Linked DNA regions of Ovis aries: region 1 is linked to region 2. The links are chromatin contacts, called in public Hi-C maps. All regions are on one chromosome and are shown on one strand. Each heading gives the region's core, a stretch centred on a gene start, on an enhancer-like site or on the middle of the called end of the contact. The rest is flanking DNA. Distances are from core to core; before and after follow the strand shown. Region 1 has its middle 280 kb from the start of USP25. Region 2 holds the start of LOC121816219.

Region 1 (7,090 bases), core at 2,588-5,087, 69 kb before region 2:
CTCTTCTTTACCGGCATCAGGGTCTTTTCAAATGAGTCAGTTCTTTGCATCTGGTGTGCAATGTATTGGAGTTTCAGCTTCAGCATCAGTCCTTCCAATGAATATTCGGACTGATTTCCTTTAGGATGGACTAGCTTGATCTCCTTGCAGTCAAAAGGACTGTCAAGAGCCTTCTCCAACACCAGAGTTCAAAAGCATCAATTCTTCACTGCTCAGTTTTATTTATGGTTCAACTCTCACATCCATACATGACCACTAGAAAAACCATACCTTTGACTAGATAGACCTTTGCTGACAAAGTAATGTCTCTGCTTTATAATATGCTGTCTAAGTTGGTCATTGTTTTTCTTCCAATGAGCAAGCATGTTTTAATTTCACAGCTGCAGTCACCATCTGCAGTGATTTTGGAGCTCAAGAAAATAAAGTCTGTCACTGTTTCCATTGTTTCCTCATCTAGTTGCCATGAAGTGATGGGACCAGATGACATGATCTTAGTTTTCTGAATGTTGAATCTGAAGCCTATTTATTCACTCTTCTCTTTCACTTTCATCAAGAGTCTCTTTAATTCTTTGCTTTCTGCCGTAAGGGTGGTGTCATCTGCATATCTGAGGTTATTGATATTGACAGGTCTGTAAAATAAAGAAAAAATAAAATAAATATTTTTTTCTTTGTAAAAACAGTTTGCAAGTCTTAGAAGACTGCCTTAATGAATACAGTGTTTTATAAGATAACTTTATGGATTTTGTTTCATATAAATTTCACAATGACCCTCAAATGATAACAGATGATATGACTACTATTTTTCCAAAGAAGATTCAGATTTAGAAAGAGTTGGTTGAAGGTCAAATGACTGGCCCATAGTAATGTTAAGACTGAAGCATAAATTTTCTGACTTTTCATTCTCTTTCCCAGAGTTTGTAACTTCTCAATTATTTTAGGAATATTATATCATCTTTGCTCATTCTGTATTCATGGATGTGGCTCTTAAATTCTGGTGAAGATCTACTACTAAAAAATCAAACAACTGACTCAATCTGTTAATTAATTTTCATTGCTACATTATAAACATAAGAAAAACTAAATGTGATTGAAATACCTTTCTTCACAATTTTGGGTTTTGAACAACTTGTAATGGATGTAGCTATATTGCCCAATATCATTATACTTATGAGACAAATTCACTAATAAGTTTGAAATTAAAAAATACAGAGATTTGTTAAACTAAATATCGTCATATTTTATAAAGGACCCAGAGTCATCTCCTATTTTTCCATTTTAGAAGGTGAGTACTGCCCATATTTCAGATCTGCACATCTCTCCTAATATAATGTTGTTAAATCCATGTTTAACTACAAAGTAGGTGCTACGTGTCTTATTTATGCTCTCAGGGCATCCAAATCTTTCTACTCACAAAATCACAGTAAGTGACAATTCCTACTAACCGATCAGATTTTTGAGAGCAGCACTGTACAGAGAGGCAAATGAATATTGGAAAATGAGTGAACCCATACTATGGGCGTAGATCCACATTTATATCAATTATTGCTATATTATTGTATAGCAGTTTGGTTATTAAATACATAGACTTGGGTTTCAATCTTGTTTTCCCACATTCTAGGTAAACCACAGCCAGTGGACCCACCACCCATTTCTATAACATAGCCACATTCACTCCTTGAAATATTGTCTCTGTGTGTTTTTGTTCTGTGCAACAGAGTTGAGTATCTGTGACCGACACCTTGTGACCGGCAAGCACAGTATTTACTCTCCGGTCCTTTAAGGAAAAGCTGGCTGACCTCTGTTCGAGAAGCATGATTTCGGCCGAGTTCCCTAAATTTCTGGGCCTCATTTTTCTAATTGTAAAATGTGAATAACAGTCTACCAGGTTGGGTTTAGTGAGGACTAAATGAGTTACTCTGTATAAAAAGTTAGCATAGTCATAGCATGGAGAATAAGTGTATTATAAAGACTGATGAAACTAATCATATCCAGAAAATATAATATAGTCTATATTTCCTCTGCACTAAGGAGCTGGTGAAAATTCTTATGAGAGAATAAATCTCTGGTTATGTTTGGTCAAGGATGTGCATTCTTTGTGCGTTGTTTCATTTCTGCTGAGTCTCTTTTCAGTGTCCCATGTAATTCTAACCTCCTGCGAGCCTGCTCGGGACTGTCACTTCTTGTAGCCGACCCTTCTTTATTATTTGTGGAAAATTCTCCATGTCTACATCTGGAATTGCTCAAAGGTCAGTGTAAGTACTGAGTCTTTATTAATGGTTTGTTCCGCTCCAAAATGCTTTCCAAAATGCCTGCAGCCAGGGACTTACAGCTCGTTCGAAGAGATAGTTTTCTGTTTTCAGGGATCTCACAGTTCATTCTATTTGTTTTCTCAGTGGAGAAGAGAAAGGTTTTATCCTTCTTGCTATGAGGCATGAAGATTTTCATGAGTTAAAGCAAGTTCTTTGTTGGGCAAAAGCATTTCAGTGCCGTATGTTTAAACATTCCAGATCCGAGCACTCACTAGGAGTTTGCTGTTATGCAAGTGTATGTCTAACATTAGATGACCTGCAGGATATGTGAAGACTTGTTTTTTCAGCTTTGAGATTTACAATATTTTCTTAGCATATTGCTTTTCAGATTGCAAATGAAATAAGCAGAAATTCTAGGAAACTGAACAAATAAATATGAGAGTTTTAAAGAAATGTTAGAGATTTACTCTAGTTCTCTCCCTCAGTTGTGACAATTTCTGCCATATATATGTTTGTATCTATTCCTCCACATATAGAATGTCTGTAGTGAAATATCAGTGATCTGCTTGATCCTGTGCCTTGTTTTACTTGATATAGCCCTATGCGTAGTTTGCCACGTCATTAATTTTTTCAACACAGGATTGTAGTCTGTGGAAATACCATAATTTATTTAAACAAGCTCATATTGGACACTGGGAGAGAGAGTAAATTGTTACAACTTTTCTAGAGGGTAATTTATTAATATAATGTAAAATGTTAAATTTAAATACTCTTCAACATGAAAAATTGCATTTCTTGGAATTTTCCCTAAGGGGACTAACTGGGCAAGCTCACTCAAATATGTGGACTAAAATGTTCATGTTAGAGTGTATGACAGTGAAAATAATTTTGCAATCTAAATGTCTGTCACAAGGCTGCATAAATAATTGTTGTGCATATATCCCAGTAAAATGCAATGTGGTTAAAAGTGAATGAGCTCATGTACATTAAAATTATTTATATTGTTTTAAGTGAAATAGTTTGGCAGATCCTGGTTTGGTAAACACATCCATATATATGTATATAATGGGGATAATATACCTCACAATACCTACTGTATTTATCTCTAATTTCTGGCATCATGGGTGACTGTTTCACTTCAAATTTTTGTTTGTGACATTTGACAGTGAGGATTATTTACTTTCCTTTTAGTGAAGTTTTCATTTATATAACACCCAAAGATCTTTGTAATTATTATGTTTACAGTTCAAACATGCTGCTGCTGCTGCGGCTGTTGCTAAGTCCTTCAGTCGTGTCCGACTCTGTGCAACCCCAGAGATGGCAGCCCACCAGGCTCCCCCGTCCCTGGGATTCTCTAGTCAAGAACACTGGAGTGGGTTGCCATTTTCTTCTCCAATGCATGAAAGTGAAAAGTGAAAGTGAAGTCGCTCAGTCGTGTCTGACTCTTAGAGACCCCATGGACTGCAGCCCACCAGGCTTCTCCATCCATGGGATTTGCCAGGGAAGAGTACTGGAGTGGGGTGCCACTGCCTTCTCCGTCAAGCATGCTAGGGAAATATTTTCAGGCAGGGATTGTTGGACCCGTAGACAGAGAGGGATATTAGGATCCCTCATAGAGGGTAGACGTCTTACCCTCATAGAGGGTAGAAGTATGTGTCTGGCTATTTCTTAATATTGTTTCTCTAGAAAGTTGTTCAATCCATGAGATGAAAGAATGTGATACAGGGAGACTGAGTAGGAGACCTCAGGTTGCCATTAAGAAATACTGTAACCAATAGAGAGGTTATATGACTTTTCCCACTTCTTACCATTTTTTATCATCCAGGTAAATAATGGGGCTAGGAAAGTGGATATAAGTACATAAGTAAATCATTATGGCTATTCGGAAGTAGTTTCATTCTGGATTCATCTATAGATAGCTTTTGTACTAGAGTTTTAAAATTCAAACCAATCACCACACATCCTTAGTAAAAAGTGCTAATTCTAATTCTATGGTTCCCCCATCCTCCCATCTCTCTCTGTCTATATATATATATGTATGTGTGTGTGTGTGTGTATAATGTATGTGTGTCTCTCTATCTATATTTGCATATGCATTTGACCTTCAGAAAGTCTGTGAAATTTGTGTCGATATGCGCTTCCACCTTCTAGCCATGTATCATGGTATTTAATCCATAATGTTGTAAGGAAAAATAGGATTTCATTGTTTTCCTTTACATTTCTTTGATGACTAGTATTGTTGAATATGGTTTACTATTTTTGGGACCAGTTTATTTAAATATTTTTGTTACTATTCTTTGCCCTTTTTCCTTATTAGAGCACAGGTTGGCAAGCTGTGGGCTACAGGCCAATTCAACCTCTACTTATTTTTGTTAATAAAGTTTCATTGAGATACAACAGGCCCATTCATTTCCTTAATTTCCTTATAATATGTTTTTTTTTCTTGCTACAACAGCAGGAACAAGTAGTTTTGATAGGACTGTATGACCATCAAAGGCTACAATGTTTAATTTCTGGTACTTATAGAAAGAGTTTATGATTCCTTAGTCATATTTTAGAGGGCTAATTTTTTTTTAAATTAACTTGAATGAACTATTTATGGAGTAAGAGTGTTTATTCTTGTTTGAAATATTTCTTGCAAATAGTTTATTGCATGTCTTTTTCTGGCTTGATCAAGCCCTGATGGTTTCTATCTCTACTCCCTCTTTCTCTCAGACCCCCTGTGCATGGGGTGCTGGAATGATGAATATAGTGTCCTTTGACTTAGAAGGGCTAAGACTATCCTGTTTATTATGAATGGTGGATGGAATAATTTATTATCTGGGTCATCATTTTTCTCATCAAAATGCTTAGAGCTCTCATTCTTGACCTAGATGTTAAGGAATATCTATTTTCTGAGAATCACTTAGAATATTTCTATTTGTGTTCAACCTTGATGGCCTAACTATGATAAAGCTTTGAAGTTGTAAGGAAATGCCTTATGTGGACCCCTTACTTATCTTTTTAAAAAATAATACCTTATGTTCTAGATCATTTTAAATCTTTACTGGATGTTTTTATGTGGCTTTACTCTCACTTTTCTCCTATCTGCTCATCTCTTTTGCTTTGTATTTCATGTCCCACTTCTTAGTTTCCTGCTAGTGTTTTAGCTTTCTTCAAACATTTGTTTTCCATGTGGTATCACTAGTTTTGAGGGACTTTTTTTTTTTTTTTTAATTAAGAGCTAATTGTATTGTCATCTATCTTTCTTGTATGGCTTCTTAGGTGGTGCTAATGGTAAAGAATCTGCCTGTTGATGCAGGAGACAGCATAGATGCTGGTTCAATCCCTGGGTTACAAAGATTCTCTGGAGGAGGGCCTGGCAACCCACTTCAGTATTCTTGCCTGGAGAATCCTATGGACAGAGGAGCCTGGTGGGCAACAGTCCATAGAGCTGCAAAGAGTCAGACATGACGGAAGCGACTTAGCACTCACACACACATGTTTCTTGTATAGCATATTAGTCAATCTGTTGTTGTTGCTTACTCACTAAGTCATGTCCAAGTCTTGTAACCCTGTGGACTGTAGCCCATCAGGCTACTCTGTCCATGGGATTTCTCAGGAAAGAATACTGGAGTGGGTTGCCATTTCCTTTTCCAGGGGATTTGCCCAACCCAGGGATCAAATCCGTGTCACCAGCATTGGCAGGCAGATTTTTTACCACTGAACCACCAGGGAAGACCATATTAGTCAATAGGTGTTTTCAAAAGTGAAGAAATGGATCAACTTCCTACTTTCCATTTACATTTATTATATGACCCAATTATTGTATTTGACAAATATTTCTCCATCAAAGTGATCAAATAACATTACTATGACTTATCTATGTTTCCATGTTTATCTGACATTAAAAGTACCGGAAGCTAGAAGTGACTAGTCCCCACAATACTCAGTCTGACTCTTCTTCCTAAATGCATTCGAAGGTTTCCCAGCCTCTCTTGCCAGGAGAGCACTGTCATGTGTCCCTTCAAGTCTGAGGCATTTAAGTGTGGTTGTAAGTTCCTCTTAACTTGGCAGTCTTGAGAGCTGCAGATTGAGATGGCCAGGGGAAAGACAGATGGACCACAGATAGCCTGGTTCCTCGAGTGACTTGATGGAGGAGAGTTTTCTTGTAACATGTATACTTCCCGTGAACAAGAAATTAACCTGTGTTATCACAGATTAGATTCTGCAGTTATCGTGCTACTACAGTTTAACCTCAGCTGTTCTCACTAACTCAGAAATTAGCTTTAGAAATGAAGACTGTACTATAAGAAAAAATTGATATGTACAGGACAGGCAGTGAGAAAAATGAGGCTGTAGGAGACAGAGAAGAAAATGAATGTTATGTGGCAGTAAAACATTTGGTGAAGCTCTGGCATGTCACAGCTTGAAAGGCAGATCATACACCTATATAACTGTTCCTAGGTAAGAGGTAGAAAACAGAACCACAGCAGTGTATGCTAACTGCCATTTGCTGTGCTTGGCAAGCTATTTCAAAAATAAAGATGAACCCAGGAAAGAACTGACTGGTTCAAAAGCACAAATGAAGATATAAAGAGGGTCTAGAAATGGGGAGTCCCATAGTATTGGAAAAGTCAACTGCTTCTAGACCCAAACTATACCTAAAGACATTTTACAGAGGCTTTAAGTAACAAATATTCGACAAAAACTTTCATTTGATTACAGGACTTATGCCTCCCAGGTGGTGCAGTGGTAAATAATCTGCCTGCCAATGCAGAAGACACAGGAGAGCCAGGTTTGATCCCTGGGTCAGGAAGATGCCCCGGAGGAGGAAATGGCAACTCACTCCAGTGTTCTTG
Region 2 (6,281 bases), core at 1,053-3,552:
GGGATGATAAAATATGTCAATAAAAATAACATTAGTGGGATTCTTTCTCTGTAGTGGGGATGAATATGTATTATATACATGTATCTATATGGAAATAGATGAGTTACTTTCTCCAAATACGCCCCCTGTGATGATGAATTCTATTCTTGATTAGAGAATCATAAGGTAAAAATAAAAATATATAAGCAACTTAGGTAAAATTTGGTAAAATTCTATCTTAGACTATAATCAGTGCTTAAAGTTTAGCATTTTGATTTTGGAACAAGAAGTATGTAAATTATAAAATAATGAGAAATACAGAGCTGCTGAGCACATTCCATTTTAGGAATCTTCTAAGTAGCCAGAAAACAATATGCAATTTTATTTACCTGCAAAGATTCGAGCCAGAAATTTCCATTTCAAAATGCTTATTTCTTTACAGTGTGCCTGACTGAATGGCCATGAGCAATGCAAATTGCTTCTACCTCCTAGGTTTGTTATACATTTTTTGATAGGTCGTCTACTCAGATCTTTTATTATATAATGAGGTAACTCCCAAATGAAGCCCTAACTATTTTCTCTTCCTGGTCATCATATGCTGCCACTCTCCCCCTCAAAATGAATACACTCTGTGTGCTGAATCCTGCCTTTTCATCTCCTGCTGCAGAATCAGCTGTCATAACAACTATTCTGTTCATGAATATGTAAATGGAACATGCATAAAATAAAATAAAAAAAATTACGGGCGTTTCCCGCTTCAGACTGTACCCACCTCTGTTCGACTAACAGAGGAAAAGCAAAGATTTTTGTTTTTCAAGCATTTTGAGTCACTGATGCCCAAAACGCTGTAATTATGTAACATGGAGATACATAAATGCTACATATGCAAATGCTCATGACAGTTGGACTCCAAATAAATCGGCTTCTACGTGTGACTACGGTGATGAGTGCAGATTCACTTATTATTTCGCTCTAATGCCTAGTGATAAGGGGTTCATGCCTTAGATCCTCAGTAACCTTTTATTTGCTGACTAGGTTCAACCCCTATACCTTACTGCCCTATAAATGGCTAAAATAGTGTTTAAATTATACACGTATGCATGTACACATACACACACTTGAATGTATCTGCACTTTTTTTTCTTTTGAAAAGAAGAAGTGAAGACTATATCCACTAGAGTGTTTTGGAAGAAGCGTTAAGCTCTGGGAAAGAAATAATTGGAGGATTTTATTATTGAAATAAGCAAGCATGTTCATGCATATTTTTCCGGCTTGCATGCCCATGCGCCACTCTGTGCAAACAGTGCTATTGCAGCTTGTGCGCAGTGATTAGGTTGATGTAATTATGGTGAAATAAAGACAGCCTCACTGATAATTTCACAGTGACTATTAAAGACATATGTGCCTTCCAGTGTACAATAAATGAACCTGAACTGCTGTCAGGGGCTAGGAGGACAGTGTGGCCAATGCACCTATTGTGTCCCTGCTGCAGAAAGGAGCCTGCCGATTGGCCACTGTCTGCAGCACATAGCACTGGCTGGTTATAAAGGACTTGTCTAGGGGAGAGCCTGTAGGTACTCCATTGTCTGGTAAAGTTCATATGACTGCATTCTTTTTTTGCAAGGGGGTGGAGGGAGAGTGGGGAAGGCGGGGGTGTCAGCTCAACTGTAAAAGCTGCACAGATTTTTTTTTTCTTTCTCTCTCTCTCTGCCTCTCTATAGATCGTTTCTGTTTCATGCCCTGTCTCATTTCGCATAGCTAAAAGAGAATGCTAATTAAGACCCCTTGTCTTAACCTGAAAATAATGACTCGGATATAATTAGAAATCTGCTGAGAGTTTAAAATTCTGGGAGGGGACCATAAACATCAGTTACGGTGCTTAGGAGGGAAATGAAGAATTATTTTCCAGTAATCAAGGTAAACATGGGAGAGGGGGTTTCCCTCCTATTTTTTTTTTAACTCATTTGAACCAATGGTGTTCTACTGCAGATGAGAGGATACTGTGTTTCAAAAACTATTTTAGCCATCAAATTGAAAGGACACAAATCAGTAGCAATAGAAGCCTTCTTAATCCTCCTTAGGATGCAATTCAGATGAAAGAACTGCTTTTTTTAAAAAAAATTTTCTTTTTGTATGTGTGTGTTATAGATGGATCTGAGAACGCTGTCTGGGCTTGGTGCCAAGTGCTGGTATTTCACAGCAGCGACCGCCTCACAGACGGGCTGTGGGAAGCAGGAGGGAGACTCTCTTAGGGTGCCACTACTATGGAGACACAGCTGGGCTGAACAAGATTTGCTTCAAACGACAACAAGAGAGACAGAAAGTATCTGGTTCAACCGCTGCCCAAGCAGGCAGGCACCAGAAGAGCTAGCAGCCAATCCGGCCATGCTCGAAGCCAGCTCTGCAGCTCAGCCAATCAGTGACATCACTGGTGAGAAACTCATTTACATCATGCAGTAATGAACTTTGTTTAACATAGCCTCCCCTCTTTCCTGTAACCCCCCCTTCCCTGTATTAGGTCCTTCCATTAATTATTCTGCTGGCATAATTTAAACCGCTATGCAAAAATGTGGCTATATTCTCTCTGATAGCTTCTACCTTCTTTTTCTCCCTCCATGGGTGTCTGCTGTCACTGGAAGTGATTCTGGGTGCAATTCTATTTTTTTTTTTTTGACCTTGCCAAATTACCTTCTTGTAAAAAAAATCTTAGAAGAAATTAAACATTTATTTTATCTGACCTCACTCCCCTCTTAGGAACAGCATGCTTTTGGCAAGTTGGGATTCAGGATTGTGTAAGGTAATGGAGAATAAGTGGGTACATTGCCTTGGAAGTTGCAATTTTTCCAAGAAATCTGCATCTTAGAGCTTCCTTTAACGTGTCCAGATTTTGTGCTGCAGTGGTCATTTTTGCATACAGTGCTTTATCCAAAAATCGCTTATGTGCCTCTGTTACAGGGAGGAAAGTTCACTCTTGTTATATTTTATTCTTTACTGCTCTCAGCCAATGTGTCATTTTATTAATGAATAGAACTGAGGTCATTTCTGGACAAATCTCTCTCTTCGCATCTTAGCACAATGCACCTGATTTGCATCCATTTACGAGAAAAACAGACTGCAAGGACCAATTGAAAAGAAGTTAAGGGACGAGCTCACATATTATTTCAGAATATATCACAGCCATTTGTTTTTCAGAATGTGTAATATTTAACATCTGCCTTAGTGTTTCTATAAAAATGCCTGATCTCCATTCCCAAAGTAATATCTTTAGCAAATTTATTGCTTTGTTATATAACCAAAATAGAGCAAGATAAATAATATTTAGGAATTAGTACATTTAATCAGCAGGAAACCTTTGGAAACACAATTTTGTCTTGTACATTTCTATTTAGTTTGTCAGAGATAAACTTATTTGTTCTATAGCTAACTTAAAAAGCCCAGAACATGTGGCATGTGAAGATTTTCAGGTTGCTTTAGAGAATCCCAAAGAGCGGAAACTGGGTCACACTTAAATGCGATTTCTCGTAAACCATATCTTTATTGCATATTGGCATTAAAGGGATACAGTTTTTTAGCAGAGAAGATAGTGTCATTGTCTTCTTTTTTAAAGAATACTTTGAATATAAGTATTCAAAGACATGGAACTTTAAAAACATCGACAAGGGTTTCATAACACTACATGACTCGTTTAAGAAGCTTAAAGAATACAGTGATAGGCAGAGACACTTTTTAAAGCATATGAAGGATTTAGACACTAAACCACGGCCCTTTTAATTCATGAGGCATTCCATCATCCCATCATCAGTATTCAGGGAGCGACTGTCCTGAATCAGTCATGAGCTCCCCTGCTGCAGATCCTATAATTTGAATCATGTGTAATAATATATTATCCTACTGGGGGTCTTCTTTCAGTAGGAGAATGGTTTATACATTCTGCTATAAGAGAACTTTTGGCTCCTAGCCGATTTATAGCCATTACTCACATAGGCGATCATGATCGTCTTCCTTAAGCAATAACATCTGCACGACCTCCTGAGCCAAAACTCTGTAACCTCCCCCACATTCTGAATTACAATTTCTTGGAATTGGGAACATTTGACAAAACTGAAGGAGAAAAATGGAAGGTGTAGAGGAATGGAACACAGCTTTATTGAGCCTGCCATGTGGCAAAACACAGTTCCCAGTCCTTTGAAATGTTGGAGAATGGTGAGGAAAGGGCACCTCCAGATAGACCTCAATGTGTTCATTTGGTTTTGAGACACAAGCTGAAATGTAATGTTTTATGAAGACATGGCTGCCTCTGTGTTTTTCTCTGGACATCCTAGCAACATCCTACAAAGGGTGTGGCAGCATGGGAGAATAAATGGAGGGTGGAGATGGTTGTCAGGGCAGAGAAATCTTGCCCTAAATCAGAAAGGAAGCCATGTGATAAAGCGGGAACCATTTGACCCAGGACTGAAAAGTTCAAGGAACGGCTCTGATTCTTTCTCTTGTTCTGACCTTGATCCGATAATGTTCATCTCTGTTATTCCTTATCTGTGAAAATTCAATACACTGGCAGCATAGAGTTGTATGGAATACTCCTCCATTACACACCCCTGCCTTTTTTTAGATATCTGAATCCTTCTTTGCTTCAGGCACTAGGTTAAGCATTCCCTCTTCTGTGAAATCTTTCCAAGTCATTGTGGCCAGAACCTCTCACTTCTCCGTCATTCTCTTTGTGCTTCCATTATTGGGTGTGTGGCAGTCAACATTGCTATAGGGCCACGTGTGCGCCTGTCTTTCCCACTAGACTGAAAGCCCCTTGGGGCCAGAGACATGTTGAATTCATCCCACCGTCTCTAGTTCTAAGGATAATATTGTGCTTCTAAGTTTTAAATCAATGTTCTAATTAATAAGTTAAAATTGCATTGTAAATTGTAGACGGAGGGTTTACAAGTTCCAGTTACTGTTGTTATCATCAACAATCACTGCCGTGACACCACCGATATCAGTTTTGCCTTGTCAGTTTTATGTCTTTCATTTCACTGGCCATTTACTATGAAGCTCAGAGTAAATGGTTGTTGCATTATTTTTCTTAAATAACCAGCTCTGGGAGTTGTGAATCTTTTCATTTATCAAGAGTGGAATTAAGCCGATTTAGCCTGGTGTTTTAAAACTTAAAGATAAATGAAATTGATGTAGATTAATTGTAAAAGAGCTAGGATAAGCAAATTACAGTATCGAGTCAACTGTTAATGATATGAAAGAATTAATTTCTTAGAAGAGGTAAGCAATTAATGTTGAAATGCTCTACAAAATGTAATAAATCAGGAAATATGGAATCTTGAGTCCTAATGTTATCACTGAGATATTATGCATTTTTAATCTATAAGCTAGTATAGTAATCTTTTAAGAGTATATTTCTATGTATTTTGATATAATCTGATAACCTTTGGGGAAAATATGGTTGATTTTATGCTACTCATCTATATAAGTTTACACTTTTGACTACTGTACTTACTGCAAAGTAGAAATTAATTTCTTTGCATACAGTGATAGTCTTATTAGTATGTTTGCAAGTTGTGTTTACATTTTAAAAATTACTCTTCAGACTGCTCAGTGCATGTTATTAGAAAGGAATGAAATAACTAGAAAATATATACATTTTTGCTTTTTACAACTAGGAAAATAGAAATTTTAGTACTGGAAATCAGCTAACGTCCCTATTTTGTAAAAGTCTTAGAGGGGAAATATATCTTACCCAAGAGTATGTTCTTCAATTTTCTAGGACATCTGAAACTGTTATAAAGAATTCAGAAAGACTGGTTCATTATTCTTCCACTCCACCAAATAATCTTTACTTTTAAAATCAGCCAGATAAGATTATATAGTTTTACACTGCCAACATAAATTATATTCATTTATGTGATCCAACACACTGTGTGTATATAGGATTCCTATTTTATGGTTGAAAACAAGGTCCCTGAACTTATTGAAATGTATTTTTTCCACTACCTTATAATGATATAATCAACTATAATAAAGTATCATTCATATTAGAATTCTTTAAAATAGTTTTGATTGTGACCAAAAAAAAAATGGAAACCTGATACCTGAGTTCACATTGCAGTGGTTTTGAATTTAACTAACACAAATATTGTATCTTAAATTATAGGATTGGTTGTATAGATTAGGGTGGGGCCAATATGAACTTTTTTTAAAATCAATGAGTTGTGCTGTTAGAACTCATTGCTTTTCCTTGCTGGTTTTAGGTCATCTCAACAATGATTTCTTCTAACCCAATATTAAAAAGTGGATTTCTG

What was found. A called contact is a pair of places that touch in the nucleus more often than the background predicts.
Region 1: a contact with region 2 is called in a Hi-C map of hypothalamus, with 2.9 times the contacts expected there. The contact joins the enhancer-like site here to the promoter of LOC121816219 in region 2. A contact is called at or near these places in 3 of 16 Hi-C or Micro-C datasets (hypothalamus, omental adipose tissue and tail adipose tissue).

Annotation. Positions count from the first base shown.
Region 1 is chr1:141,857,003-141,864,092 of ARS-UI_Ramb_v3.0, reverse strand. It overlaps a transcript of LOC121816219 not described here. Among named protein-coding and RNA genes, the nearest start is that of USP25, 280 kb to the left of the region's middle. Within about 2 kb of position 3,837, at least 9 of the 54 cell types and tissues checked have an H3K27ac peak or open chromatin away from gene starts, as enhancers often do. A contact at or near this core is called in hypothalamus, where this site is marked.
Region 2 is chr1:141,787,532-141,793,812 of ARS-UI_Ramb_v3.0, reverse strand. It overlaps LOC121816219, which reads left to right and starts at 2,302. Exons shown (of 5, transcript XR_009600797.1): 1 at 2,302-2,410.